Regions from separate parts of the Gasterosteus aculeatus genome. Here region 2 is linked to region 1. Evidence: chromatin contacts called from public Hi-C data. All regions are on one chromosome and are shown on one strand. The core of a region is the stretch at or near the end of the contact, and the rest is flanking DNA. Distances in the headings are between cores, read along the strand shown. Region 1 holds the start of plxna1b (plexin A1b). Region 2 overlaps plxna1b (plexin A1b).

Evidence for each region. A called contact is a pair of places that touch in the nucleus more often than the background predicts.
Region 2: a contact with region 1 is called in a Hi-C map of liver, with 1.8 times the contacts expected there. The contact joins the enhancer-like site here to the promoter of plxna1b in region 1. A contact is called at or near these places in 5 of 6 Hi-C or Micro-C datasets (liver, skeletal muscle, tail fin and 1 more).

The regions. Positions count from the first base shown.
Region 1 is chr17:14,387,198-14,394,338 of fGasAcu3.hap1.1, reverse strand. It overlaps plxna1b (plexin A1b), which reads right to left and starts at 4,022. Exons shown (of 32, transcript XM_040203502.2): 1 at 3,881-4,022.
Region 2 is chr17:14,440,387-14,447,527 of fGasAcu3.hap1.1, reverse strand. The region is part of intron 3 of plxna1b (plexin A1b); the gene reads right to left. Among protein-coding and RNA genes, the nearest start is that of plxna1b, 54 kb to the right of the region's middle. Within about 2 kb of position 4,642, at least 6 of the 9 cell types and tissues checked have open chromatin away from gene starts, as enhancers often do.

The DNA of each region.
Region 1 (7,141 bases), core at 2,773-5,272:
ATAACAGGGCCTTCGGGTAGAGCCCTGCTGCTGGTCCCTCTTTAGTGCGTTTTAATATTGTTGCTGCTTTGTAGCTCCCTCGCTGCAGGGCGCCACACAAACCCCAGAGACCAAGAAAAAACACTCAGAGAGAGAGAGAGAGAGGATGGGAAAAGGATGGAGAGGTGACAACACAGAGAATCGGGAGAGAAACCAGGACGGAAAGAAGTAAAAACCCAAGCAGGATCTTGAAAAGAGGTGTTGGAGAAAAACAAGAGAACCAAGCAAAACAGTCTGGGAGCGCAGCGCCGGCAACACGGCTAACCTCTTTAGCAAGACTGACACAAATGAAAAGTTATGTAATAAAAACACAGCATCTCCGTTGGCTATGATATGAAAGCTGATGCATCACGGCGCCGCCGTGCCAAGGAGGCCTCTGCGTACCCGACACTCTCACGCATAAACCCTGTAGTGGTTCCTCTTGCACTCGCAGTGAATTCTTCTGCATGCACCGAGCCACGGGAGACTAGCAATCCCCTTGGAAATGTACCGGAGACACAGTTGAAAGTTAGGAGGAGAGTCTGGACACAGAGAGAGAGAAGCAGAGGATGACGAGGGAAGAGACGAGACAAAGAGACGAATGAACGAAAAGACTGGAGGCAAGAAGAACGGCAGAGAGAGAGGAAGTGCCTAAACATGAGGTTCTCATGCTGGTGAAGAAAGTCCAGCGGTAAGGGAAAATGGAAAAGATTTTGCAGTGCAGCCACACACACACACACACACACACACACACACACACACACACACACACACACACACACACACACACTGTGAACACAGTACATATATCTACTACTGGCGGGAAAGCAATGAATCACAGTGAAAAATACAATTATGCTCATCAAGTCCTATTAAACAGTTCAGATGATGCAGAACAGTAGCATTTCCCTCCAACTGAGAAAGACCATTGCGAGAAATAATTTCTTCTCCTTTAATTTGATATATATATATATATATATATATATATATATATTTTATAAATAAATGATATAATACACACAACAAGACTAGTTATTTGGGGAGCCAAGTGGCAGTTCTCACTTGAGCTCTTCTGGTCTTCCTCCATCTGAGATCTAATTAGACCTTGAATACGCCAGTCACTGAAAGGTCCCGAGGAATGCGATGGGGGGGGGGGAGTGGGGGCGGGATCGCACAAAGGCAGGACCGGCGGGGTGCAAAGTGCACGTCAGCTTGAATTCCAAAGTTTGAACATCACAGATTTACCCTTCACGGCAGCAGCCGGACGGGACGGGGCAGACTTTCAAAATGCATGACACCGCTGCATATGGTGGGGCAGATTTTTATCATAATTGGGGAAGATTGAGGCAAATTGCTGGTCATTTTCTGGCTGGGTTGCCAGCTTTCATGTGAAATACCATGCAAGGCCGCCGTTTTACCCCCCCCCACACACACAAATTAAATCTGTGGCTCTCAGCTGTAAAAGAAACATTGGCCAAATTACCTGTTTCAGACTTCATGAGCAAATACAGAATCCCTTTGGGTTCATTTCTAAAGCATTGCATTAAGACATACATCACTTTATTTAATACTCTGCGCTATTTGCAAGTTTGCTGTGTTGTGTTAGATTCTTAATAAAGTTAGAAAAAAACATTTACGGCAAACCAATGATCATGAAGACACTCATTTAACGTTGGACATGGAACATGGAATCTGCATGTCGCTAAATGGCAAACTAAGATCGGCTTGTGCCATTCTGAAGGAGGATCCTACCGGACCACAGACCACTGCAACCTGCCGTTCTGCCAAGGAACCTGCCAAAAACCACTGCAACCTGCCGTTCTAACAAAGGAGCCTACCACCGACCACTGCAACCTGCCGTTCTAACAAAGGAGCCTACCACCGACCACTGCAACCTGCCGTTCTGACAAAGGAACCTGCCACCGACCATCGGAACCTGCCGTTCTGACAAAGGAACCTGCCACAGACCATCGGAACCTGCCGTTCTGACAAAGGAACCTGCCACAGACCATCGGAACCTGCCGCTCAGACAAAGGATCCTGCCACCGACCACTTTTTTTTGCAGTAGCACCGGCGCTACTGCAAAGAGTTCGGTCTCCATTACCGCCGCTCCTGGCCCTCGTTCACACACTGGTGTGAAGTCAGGATCTGGGTGGAAGGAGTCGGGTGCACCTCCACTGTGCGGCTGGCGGCCTGTCAGTCCTTCGTGGAATGATTTAAAGCCGTGGGACTGGGCACCGGCTCTTAAACAAACACTCACGTCACGGTTCACATCCCGCATCATTTAAATGGGAACCCGCTGCCCACCGCATTTAACTGTCAATAAGGAGCTGCCGCTTGACTGGGCTGAGGGACAAAAAGAAAAAATGGGTCAAGTCACTTCTGATAAAGAGTTACCACGTTAGTCACGTGACGCCCGTGTCCTGTGGGGGTGTTGGGGTGGTGCCAAAGGATACATCCATCAACGCTGCCATGTCTGTATCAACTACTAAATACAAACCAGGACTCCCTTCATATTTCAGTGATTATTTGTTTTAGAGGGAAGGGGAGGGGGAGTGATGGGCTGCAGTCTGGTCCCCCCCCCCCCCCCCACTCACCCATCAAAATAGGTTAAAATGATGTCCCTTACTCTTCTAATATGATTTATGAATCCACAATCCGTGGGTCACTAGCGCGCGGGGGTCGGCGTGGGAAGTGTAATTTGATTTTATTTTTTTATTTTTTTCTAATACTAAAAAGGGGAAAGAACTGAGGAGAATCCGATGGAGCAATGAGAGCATTTTGAATAGCTTGACAAGCAATGCGCACTCTACACACCCACAGACAGCACTCACAAAGCGCCTCTCGTTCGTTAGCACGTTAACGCGCCTTTCACACCACGCCGACGCAATTTACAATTCATTCAAAGCTAATAGCTCAATCGATTGCTTTTCTTCTAAAGCGAGCACCCAGAGGAGAAATCACACACACACACCTCCACCCTTAGAGGTCCGTTTAGGAAAGCCTATGCAGGGTCGGTACAAGTGTAAAGAACAAATAAACAAGAACGAGGTGGGGGGGGGGGGGGGGTTAAATCCACGCAGCCTCCACGGACTATTCATCCGCGCGTGAGCGTCGGGGCGGCGGGTACCTGAGCCCGCGGGTGTGCGTGTGCTGCCGTTGCCTCTCCCGAGGCGGTGCAACAGCCACACGCACCCTCCGCCGGCTCGGTACCCGCACCGGTAGCTTGTATTTTATTAGAAAAAACTCCACATGTTACTCGTGCGGCGAAGAACTCCCAAATGAGGAAAAGTCGCTTTCTTTTTACTGTGGCCGGAGTCAAACCAGACAAAACTCACCTCGCGCTGCACCAAATCCGGGTTACTTGCAAAAAATAGTTCGCTCCCCGGGTGCGAACCACGAAATTATTCAGTAAGATATGTTCGAATTAATTTAATTAGTTCGTTAAATCGCCGTTCGGCGTCCAGACCATCCGCAGTTTGTTGCGGATCGATCCGACTGGTGGTCACACCGGAGTGCGCGTTCAACACCGCGCAACCACACGCACACACACACAAGCGCGCCCATTACTGGATATCGGAGGAACTCTACGGTTCCTCTTCGTGCCCGTTTCACTGCAACCAAAACCAAGGCTGGAGGCTCGAGCTCTTCAAACTCGTGAGGGAAACCAGACGCCCGAGAGCGGAGAAGAAGCAAGTGGGGGAGGACGGGGGGGCGACGGAGGGAAACAACGACAAACTCCCCGCACAGAGCAATGGAGAGACAGAAACAAATATTTAAGCCGGCTCCCTACAAACCGCCGCTCCTTACACGTGAAAAATAAAAAAACAAAATCCTTCGCCGCAGTTTCCACGGTACTTACAGGTTCAAGTGATCCGGAGGTTAGATATCCTTTCCATGGTTTTAAATTCCAAAACTTCGGGACATTCCACTGTGGTCACGGAGCGGCGGGGCTCTCTCTCCGGCGGCTCCCTACGCGTGAATGGAGAGGAGAGGAATGCAACTCCGGCTTCAGGAGGAGGGAGGAGGCGCTCCGCTGCTGCAGTACCGCACGTGGCCTATAGAGGGCGGCCCCGGGCCGACGGGGACACGTGGGAGACACGCATTTCATTCATTCGCACAAATAATTTATTTCATGTAATGGACGCGCGCATGGACTCGGCTCCATTATCTATTGGTTTGGTTAAGTTATTATTGAAGATGACTTATGTCAGTCATATGTTATTGCGATGAATTCATGATATGGTCTGAGATATTATATTATTTTCTGTACAGTGAAGTTCAAGATTTTTAAAATATCATCATAATGCCTAGACTGTAGTGTACAATATAAAACGGAGTTCTCTTTCAGTTATATTCCAACCTGAAGCTAATCTAAATAAGTCAATCATAGACATTGTTAATGTGTACTACCAATCCAACAACAGTTAACAGAATCATCTTTGTTGTCATTGTGATCCAAAGGGCGTGTTGTGGTCTACAGGCTATTGTTGGGAGGGGGAGGGGTGAAAACAAATATTTGCTGGACAAATGAGTGCTATTGGTAGCGAGAGTAAAGCTAGTTTAGCTAGGAGGCAGAATATTGGACACATGCAGGTTAAATCAGAAAACATCAACGCAAAATATGTACTGAATCGTGTTTGAAATATAAACTGCCCTGGGAGATCTTGGAAGACGTGTTTGGATGTGAGTTCCCCAAAACAAGACGGGCTCCTTAATTAAATGAGGAGGCCCCGGGCCTGGCTGTCACATCCCCTCAGCTGACACATTCCCACTGACTAACTTGCACTCAGGTTGACAGATTTTGGATACAAGCTGCGCCCGTGAGGCCATCCAACCAACTTTTAAATCTCCCTAATTTCTTATGAAAAGACCGTTAAAGTGACTTTGAAAGCTCAATTTCAGTATTCATCACGCAGTCAATGACTAACCTGAGCCGGGACAAATTGCGTTTTGGGCACTGTTCCACGTTATCTCTGCGGCAAGGAAGCTTTTGGTATAACTGAGCTATTCAAACAGGCAGCTCAGGTTACCAATTGCACTCAGGAGAGCAGAGAGCAAGATCTGGCAATAACCACACCACCTGGCCCCGTACTCTGAGTGTGTGTGAGGGAGCGTGTGTGTGTGTCTGTGTGTGTTTCAGAGAGGTAGTGTATATTTGATTGAGACGGACAAAGACATTTGTGTGTGTTATGTGCATAAAAGAGCAGCTGAATTTGCAGCACTTGCCAGGACATTTCCCCACGGTCTCTCACACCACCCAGCAGTCAATAGTTTCCAAAAGCCCACTGTTTGCCATTAGAAATGGTTGGTTTTGCCATAGTACTGCTGAGAGATTAGGACTCACTTACCATGTGAAAGGCCTCTGGACAAAGCGGCTCCCTATCATGCACTTAAACACTAACACATTGATTAGCTCGGAGTTAGTGTGGTTTGCGTCCATCCAGTTCCTCTTCAGGCCCACTGTAAATTCTCATGGGAATATTTTCAAACAGAATAAAATGCATCCGACTGAGCACAACATTATTTCTGTGCAAGCCAGGATGAAAAGACATGCATGCAAAATGGACTCTGTTTCCTTTCTGTTGAACCCAGTTGTATTTTAACGTAGCGAATTATAATACAGCCACAATAAAGACACAGCAACCGACATGTGCTTTAATAAAACGGTTCTCCTTTTCTATATACTTGTTGAAGGTGTTTTTTCTTAAAGAGACAGATTAATCCTGGCCGTCATGATTTGACTAGACAGTGCACAGGACGAGCAGCTTGGGCTGAAAGCACAGAGAATATTAAATAAGGGCGTGCATGGCAGTTTGGTGGTTTGCTGCTGGTTTGCTCTCTATTTGCCTTTTTCTTTCTTATCCATGCACTATTAATGGGACTGTGTTTGGCAAAAAGAACAAACATATAAAGTGAAGACAGAGATACAATAACTGACTGATCAGAGAGAAAAGAGTCCCAGTTGCCGTTGGAAAGAACACAGTGAATACACAAACCGAAATCTGTGAAGACACACACACACACACACACATATGTTCACATAGAAACAACAAAATAAGGATGTGTGTGTTAGTGCAGTGCAACCACAAACAAAGAAACGTGTTTTCTTTAGCCTTTTTATCTACACTGTCGACACATCCACATTCTCCTAAAAATATGCAAAACACAGGTGGATACTGCTTTTATGATGTAAAAATTAAGTTAACAGTGATAACAAATAAACCGGTACTAATGCGCCCTTTAAACAAACTGATGTTTTAACCCCCATACCTGACAGATGACCAGCGTTTGTTTTTCACCAGTGGCATCGCTTTTACTGCCCATGAAACTTGATCCTTCTTTCTCAAAAGGGAAAAAAAAAAAACATCTGATCTGTGCTAATTATTTGAAAGTAAGCAGTTTTAGCCAGCTGGTGAAGTGCAGCTCCTGTGGCCGTGTAGCCTGAGGTGGCGTAGCTCTAACTGAACAGGTGATGACTCATTGATTGGATAACAACAAGATGGCTGACTGTCAGCTAGCACAGTTGTAGGATCCCACCCGGCTAGACCGGTCCGATCTGTTTGTACAGTCGCTCCAATCCCAAGTCAGCCTCAGCCGCCACATCTGGTGTGATAGCAGTGTCTTGGAAAAGCGGTCTAATACAAACAATACATATCGCCATAATACTCCCCCAAAAATGTTGAGATCAGATGACAATACAATGTTTTCTTCCAAATCTGCTAAAATACCTTTTCAAGTCAGTAGATACATAAATACATTTGTTTGGTATCTTTTGTCCACGTTTAGGCACAGGCTAAAATATTTGAATTACAAGGACATAATGGCATCCTTCATATTAAAGGGATTCCCTCAGTCGGCTGTTGTTTTTTCTAGTATCGTGTAATTACGACAACATGTGTTCCTGTGTCCTATTGTCCCATTACTCTGGATGTTTAGTCACCTCATAGATCATAAGATTCAGAACTTTCAATTGAACCACAATGACCATAACATCTTATTATTTGATTGATGATGTTAAATGAATAGATCCAAAGTAATTGGGTTTGTTTTATATGTGGGGGAAAAGTAATATGAAATGCAACACAATTCACTACACAAAACATTAGTTTGTTATTTGTGA
Region 2 (7,141 bases), core at 3,393-5,892, 53 kb before region 1:
TTATACACAGAAGGAGCCCGCATGCTCGCTCCACTCACAAACAGAACCGTGCACATCCCAACAGGCCGGACACATGCAGGCACACAAACACAATTAAGCAGCAGCATGGGCACTCAGCAGGGTTTAAAGGACAATTAAAAAGCTCAATTAGACTTATATTCTTATTTCACGAAATGGGCGTGCTACAGATGCCGTGGCTCGCTTGTTGCGTTTAAACACACACACTTTTGGTTCCCTCCCGGGAGGCAACACATGGGGACGTGGAGAGAGGAGGGAGAGATGTGATGTAAATATGTCTAAGGGGGGCGCTTTGCCCCGGCTGTTGAGGTAAGTGCCCGAAGAAAACGTATCCCACGTCCTTTAAATGCAATGCTGCGGATACTAATAGGATTTTGAGTGTTTGCAAAGGTGATTCACTTAGTTTGAGAACCCCTTGGTGATGTTTCTTTGCTTAGTAACTGTGCCTGGAAACAGACTGCGTTTGTGCTCATCCGCAAATACATTCACAACCTTGTTCATCCGAGTCATTTCCTCCCTCCAGCCTCAAACTTCGACAAATTCTAGCCCTTTTTGCGGTGTATCCCTCCTTGCCTTTTCTGCCCCCCCCTTGCTCCTCTTTGCATCGCATCCAGTAAACGTATAACAGTCCAATTCTCCCTCTCCTGCATCAAAGTTTGTTTTTTCTGTTGAGTCAGCAGCTGCATAAATCCACTGTTTGCGTGTGTGTACTTGGGGAAATTGGTCTTGGCCAGGCCGCATTCTTTGAATAGACAAAACCTTTCCATTCAGAAATAGTCACTCTCTCACACACACACACACACACACACACACACACACACAGGAGGCAGATGGTCCAACCTGTAGGTTTTCCACAGCCCATTTCCAGAAGGCCAATGCTTCACTGTCCACCCTAACTGGCACCCTAACGCACACTCACTCACACATGCAGGGGGGGAAGAGACAATAAATTCAAACCAGCACAATACAACCCCCGCAACGGACACACTGGGAGCCACGGCTAAAGCCAGAAAAACAAACCAAGTCCCCGAGTTCATCCAGAGGTAAAATGAATTCACGCTCACAGGAGGCCACGTGATACAGGTCCTCCACTATGAAGGAACTTGGCACCACATTAAAGACTTTTTTTCGCCATTCAAAGTGTCAGCTTCTCTGACTTCCACGGTTACAAGGGACTGGAAAATCTGATTTCAACAGTAGCTTGATCATTCAGATGGTTTTACATTCGTCCATCTTTTATTGGGGGCTTTTAAAATTGCTGTCAACAGCTCGGAATATTGTAAGATTCATTGACGTTTATTCACTTATGGAAGATGATTCTAGCTTCTAAGCAGAAAGGAGGGGAAAAACCTTTTTCCATCATTGCACTTCACTTTGTGGACTGAGGTTGGGGAGTTAAGTCTGAAGGCCTTATTTAAAAGGTAATGAGTTAGTGGGTCTCTGAAGAGCTGTGAAACCACCAGTGAGAAAAAAAAAATTAGACGATAAGCCAACCAATATTTCCCTCCGGCCGAAACTCTGTGTCCCTCTAATCCTTCTTCTCTGTGTCTCGATTTTCATCTTCTTCTCTTTAAGTCCTCTTTTTTCCTGCATCGATGAGGATGGCCAAAGCCCTTCTGGCAGCTAATTGGTGCGATCTTACAGAAAGGTGCCTTCAATTTTGCCTCGCTTTATAGACACTTTTCCCTTTCTCACTCACTTCTCACCCTGAAATCACACGGAGGATTGTTTGTAAGCCACTGCGGCCTGTATGCACTCAGGCACATACAGAACAATGTTGTTCACTCACCAACAACTGCAAGAACAGGTGCTTTAGCACACACACACACACACACACACACACACACACACACACACACACACACACACACACAATAACTCTGAGAGGTCCCAGTGGGAGAAGCCACTTTCCACAACATTTTACCCAATTTGCATTGCTCATGGCTGCATCGCTTCCTCTGCGGAGAAGATATGGAACGAATGTTTTGTGTGTGTGTGTCGGTCATAACTATGGAGTAGGAGAAAAGATCTACATCAGTTAAGTCAGAATATGCATCTTTTAAAGTTTGAAAACACAAAAAAAGCTAGTTTGTGCATTTTAGAAGCTGTATCCATACTAGTTCAGCAGATCCATCCATAATGTCAATCAGTCCCCAATTTATTCATGCATAAATAAAGAGAATTCAGGTCAGGGTTGACTGTTAATAAAAGTGGCTCTCTGTGCATTCCCTCCATGATGGATGTTATACACAGCCTAACAGACTTCACTGGATGGGAATCAGAGGGCTGTGAATAAGCACGCACAAACGTACGTTTTTAGTGAACATCAGGACATGGCCCTTGTGGCTTTTACCAGTTTACTGAAGACCCCCCCGCAGAGCCACGTACACACCTAAGCATACACACTGGTAGAAAGTGATGCAGGACAAATGCATTAGAGAGATGATGCAATGAGAGGAGTCAAAGCCGTGAGCAATCAGTGTGTGTGTGTGTGTGTGTGTGTGTGTGGATCTTCTCTCCTACGCTTCAGCTCCCTACTTGCCTTTTTCTCAGAGGAATCAGGTTGTTTTTCTTCTTTTTGTTTAAGATTCTATCATGTGGTTAAGCACACATGGAGGTACAATTGTGACAAACATACAGCTGTGAGTTCTTCAGTTCTTCAGGGGAAGGAAAATATATATACACACACATTATATATTAGTGCTGGACAACAATTACACTTTTTAATCGTATGATTTTTGCAATTATTCGCCAATGGATGAAAAGTAGTGTATTGCACACTTTTTCATCAGTAAAAAACTGTTGCGTGTCAGCCTTAATGAATTAATGCATTAACACGATAACAACATGTTAACATGCCCAGCACTAATATACACGCACATAATTGGGTTAGAATTGGTGATTAGTTTGCATAATCCTTAGAATTCACACTCTTTTTGCCGGGAAGATGCCACTGAAAGAGAAAGATTTATCTACTGCTTTAAGCATTGAGTGGACACAAAACCTTTAGCAAATAAACAACATTTTCAAAGCAATCCACATTAGTGTGGACAATATGTCTCACCTGATCTTTACTTTCTGGTCTCAAAGGCCACAAAGAATTACAATCCCACCACTTTATCAGTAAGTCCAATCGAAGGGTAATTTCCCCTAAAGTCTGTCTTTTAACTCTATTGACCAAGAGGGATGAGAAAACGCCCGGAGCTCCTGAGAGCTACCTTCTTCCAGATGAACTCACCCAATAACTCTTAGAGGCATTGTGCCTTGAATGTGCTCCTTGATTTCTAGTGATGGGAAAGTGAAAGATAAGTGTGAAAGAAGAAGTTATTTCTGATTCGGGTTGAGCGTATTAGGTAAACTATAGAAAACAGAACTCATCGCTTAGTACGGGGAGCCCATTGTCCGGTAGGTGAACTCACAAGGAAATTCTGTCAAGGATATGTGTAATAAGTGGCATTATGTTGTGACCCGCAGCCCTGATGTCATATCCTATCGCGAGGTCCTTGACACACTCGCACAGAGGCAGCGGGGCAGCACGAGTCTCAAGAAGAAGGTGAGTCGGGTACAATTGTGGCCGTGCCAGTTACTGCCCATGAACTTTATCTGGCTGCTTCTCTCTAACACGCTTCGTTCCCAGCGGCAGCCTTGACCCTTTTGCCTCCTCCTCACTCCACTGCGTCACTAAATGCAGCCATTCCGGCTCCCGTAGGGCCCATGATGGAGCTCCGGTCGCCTCCCAGCCGCATTCATACCAGCGGGCCTGTAATGAAACTATGGATTTTCCATCGGAGTCCTGACACTAACGGCCTGTTTGCCGTGCATCTGATGTCTGCTGCGCTATTTTGCACAGTATACAGTATATGGAGACGAGAGGAAAGAGAAGATCCCCCCCGGCGGCACCATTACTGTAATTCTTTTCACATTTCTCTGGCAATGGTAACGGCCATGTCAGCCAAATAGCATTAACCCACTGCTGCATTGTGTAGGTTTTGTGAAGACAGCTTTTGAATGATAGTAAGGGGAAGGAAAAGGAAAAAAAACACATTTTACCTATTTTTAACGATTCTTAAATAAAAATTAAACTTTTTCCCGCCAGATTAGGAACTTTTACATCACGTCGATTGATTTTGTGTCCAGTCAAGGCGTTTGTGTGATATCAAAGCCACAGAGAGCGCAGCCTGAATCCCGTTCGGTGTGTGGTGCCTGTTGGAGCAAGTCCTCACAAACCCACAGCTCCTCTGCGAGCGCACAAACATGACGACCGGAAGAACTCGCCGGGGGAGTTAATGAGCAAGTGTGCTGTCTCTGCACTTTCATTTCTCTCTCACACATATCTGTCTCTCTCTCTCTGTTGCTCCACACAAGATCCCACCCCACCCACCACCACCACCACCCCCACCACACACTGGGGTAAACATGACCTACAAGCCCACTTCTTTCCAACCCCAGTCGAAACTGCCTTCCCAGCGCTGCGTCGCTGCTCTATGCCGCTCCATCGCTGCAGCAACCCAGTTCCAACGTTGTCGCCTGTAACACAAACGTCAATGCTCCCTCTCTCTCTCTCCCTCTCTGATTCTCGCTCCCCTCCTTCCTCTTCCTCACTATCGCCATCCGTGGCTGCCCTGACTACTGTTGCCATGGCAACCGAAGAGCAGGCCCGCTCACCGGGGGATTTGGAGATCCGTAGACAACTTGGAGTAAAGACCCCTATGTTATTGGAGCCTTATTATTGGGTGTGTGTTATTCTGTGCTCTCGGGTGTGACCGCGCTTATTGTTGTGAGCTCGAAACCCTCTAATATTGTCCTCGCAATAATAAAGCCGGTCTCTCGCGGGGGCATTGGTGCAGCCAAGAGCTATCCCCTCACCACGGCACGGGGGGGACAAATACAATTTAAAGGGAAGAATGAAAGCCAAAAGTATGCTTAAACTTCATTGATCATTGATTTAACTTCATGGGAATACAATGGAGGTGCACGTAAAGAGTAAAGGGAAAGCATAGAAGACTGAAGGGACAATTGAGGAAGAAGCCCATGTCACTTTCTCTCCTCCCTCTCTCTTGTACACACCCTTCAGTGCTGGCCCTATCCATTCCAAGGTTATCAGTAATCCAATAGGTTTCCCTGGAAGCAGGCAGTTTTCCAAAGACACCAGCCAGTATCCGGATAGCAGAAACATCCGGAAGGAATTTCAACCAAGAGACAAAGCGTTCCCTCTCTTCCTGTTCTTCTCTATGACAGGATGAAGGAGTTCCTTCCGTCCTCAGATTTCCTTCATCTCTTCCGCCCAGTTTTTTTCCTTCAGTACATTTTCTCGTTTGACATTCAAGCTTCAGTTGGTAGCCACACACACGGCATATGTTCAGACTTGTTCGTACGCATAAAGGTAAGACAGCTTCCACACTGGCTCTCAATCATGCCTTAAAAACAACCGAAGACTACAGGACTTATCAGGCCATATTCTCTCAGATCATGCATGCGCACATAAATAAACAGAGAAAACCAATGTTTAAGTGAGAGGGTCTGGTGTTATTTCTGGGCCACTAGTTCCCTGCCAGTGACCCAGAAATGGACAGAAAAAGGCTCTTGTGGTTGATAAGACAAAGCTGGGAGTCCTTGGGCTGAAGCTTGGAGTGAACACAGGCGGATGCAGGGTTAGCATGAAACAGTTCGGTGGTCTCCAGCTCAGTCCTTTACAGATGACAAATAATTGCACAGAATTCATTGAAATCCAATGAAAATGAGCAAGAAAGTAGTCCATAAAGTATTCACACAGTGCTTTCACAGGACCATATAATGGCCACCACTATAAAGCATGGTGCCCTTGGATGCCGGCCTGCTTTGCCTATGGTGGGCATCTGTGTACTTGCAGCCGTTAATGAGTGTTTGTGTGTAAATGTGTACACATGTGCAGCTTCTCTCCGGGGACTCTATTTACGCTACTTTAATTAGCTTAATCCACCAGCAACACATGGACAGAGGAGTGGAGAAGGCGAGGGAAGTAAATATGGTTGGAAAGAGAGGTAAAAAGAAAGGGAAGGGTAGGCAGAGGAGAATTTCTCTCCCCTCGCCATTTGTTAGTCCTCCTCGAACCCACACACCACACACACACCCTTCCATCTTGGCTCTGGAAGGTGTCAGTAGCTGGACAGATCATCAACCCATAGGGAGAACGAAACTACCCCCAAAATGGCCACATGTGTAGTGGGAGGCCAATCAAACCATTCCCAGGGAGACACCGCATTCAAACAGTAGCCAAGCTAAATGACCAATTAAAAAATATAGTGAGGCCTTAATTTGTGTTAGCCAATTTAAAATGGCACCATGCAATTAAGGTGATAGAGAAGGTATGGCGGGGACCCGGGAGAGTATGTGTAGGATGGCTAATTCAGAAAGCCATGCGGGTATATGTGGCCAAGATCATTTCATCGGGGAGATGGTGTGGAGAAAAGATTGGGAGGGTGGAGGGGGAGGGACGGTGGGAGACAGAGAGAGAAAGAAGATGCACAAACAAATTCTAGCCATGGGAATAGATGCAATAAGCTCAGTCAGTCAGCTAATGACTAATTCCATGGAGGGAAGAGAGGAGCAGAAAGAAAGAAGCAATGGTGAAGAGTAAATCAAAGACAAAAACAGAGGGGCTGGGTGGAAGAGACTAGAGCTGAAGGGGGAACAAGTGACAGATAGGAATAAGAGATGGACGCATGCATGACTAATTAAAGGCTCCATCAGTTTGATACATTTGTACCAACAGGAAAGGATGGATAAATATTTTACCATGAAGAGGAGAAGATGAGATCTCTCTGAATCACTCAGAACCGTGAGAAGGGGGAATGCAAGAGGAACGAAGAGAGGGAGGCGGCGACAAAGAAATAGCCCTCTGCAAAGCAGTGAATAACACTGTGCGAAGAGAGCCTCCTCTTAAAGGCATAATTCATCATTTTTAGGGGCTTAGCAGATGGAAGTGGTGAAGCCACCAGGTCAGCTGCACCAATAATGGAGCCATTATGTGTGTTTCTTTGCAAGCTCTGCTAACGCTAAAAACAAGAACCCAAGCCACTGCCGGAACGAGTTACTCCCTTAATTAGCATTCAATTAAATCTGAACTCCACCATTTGCTGACCCG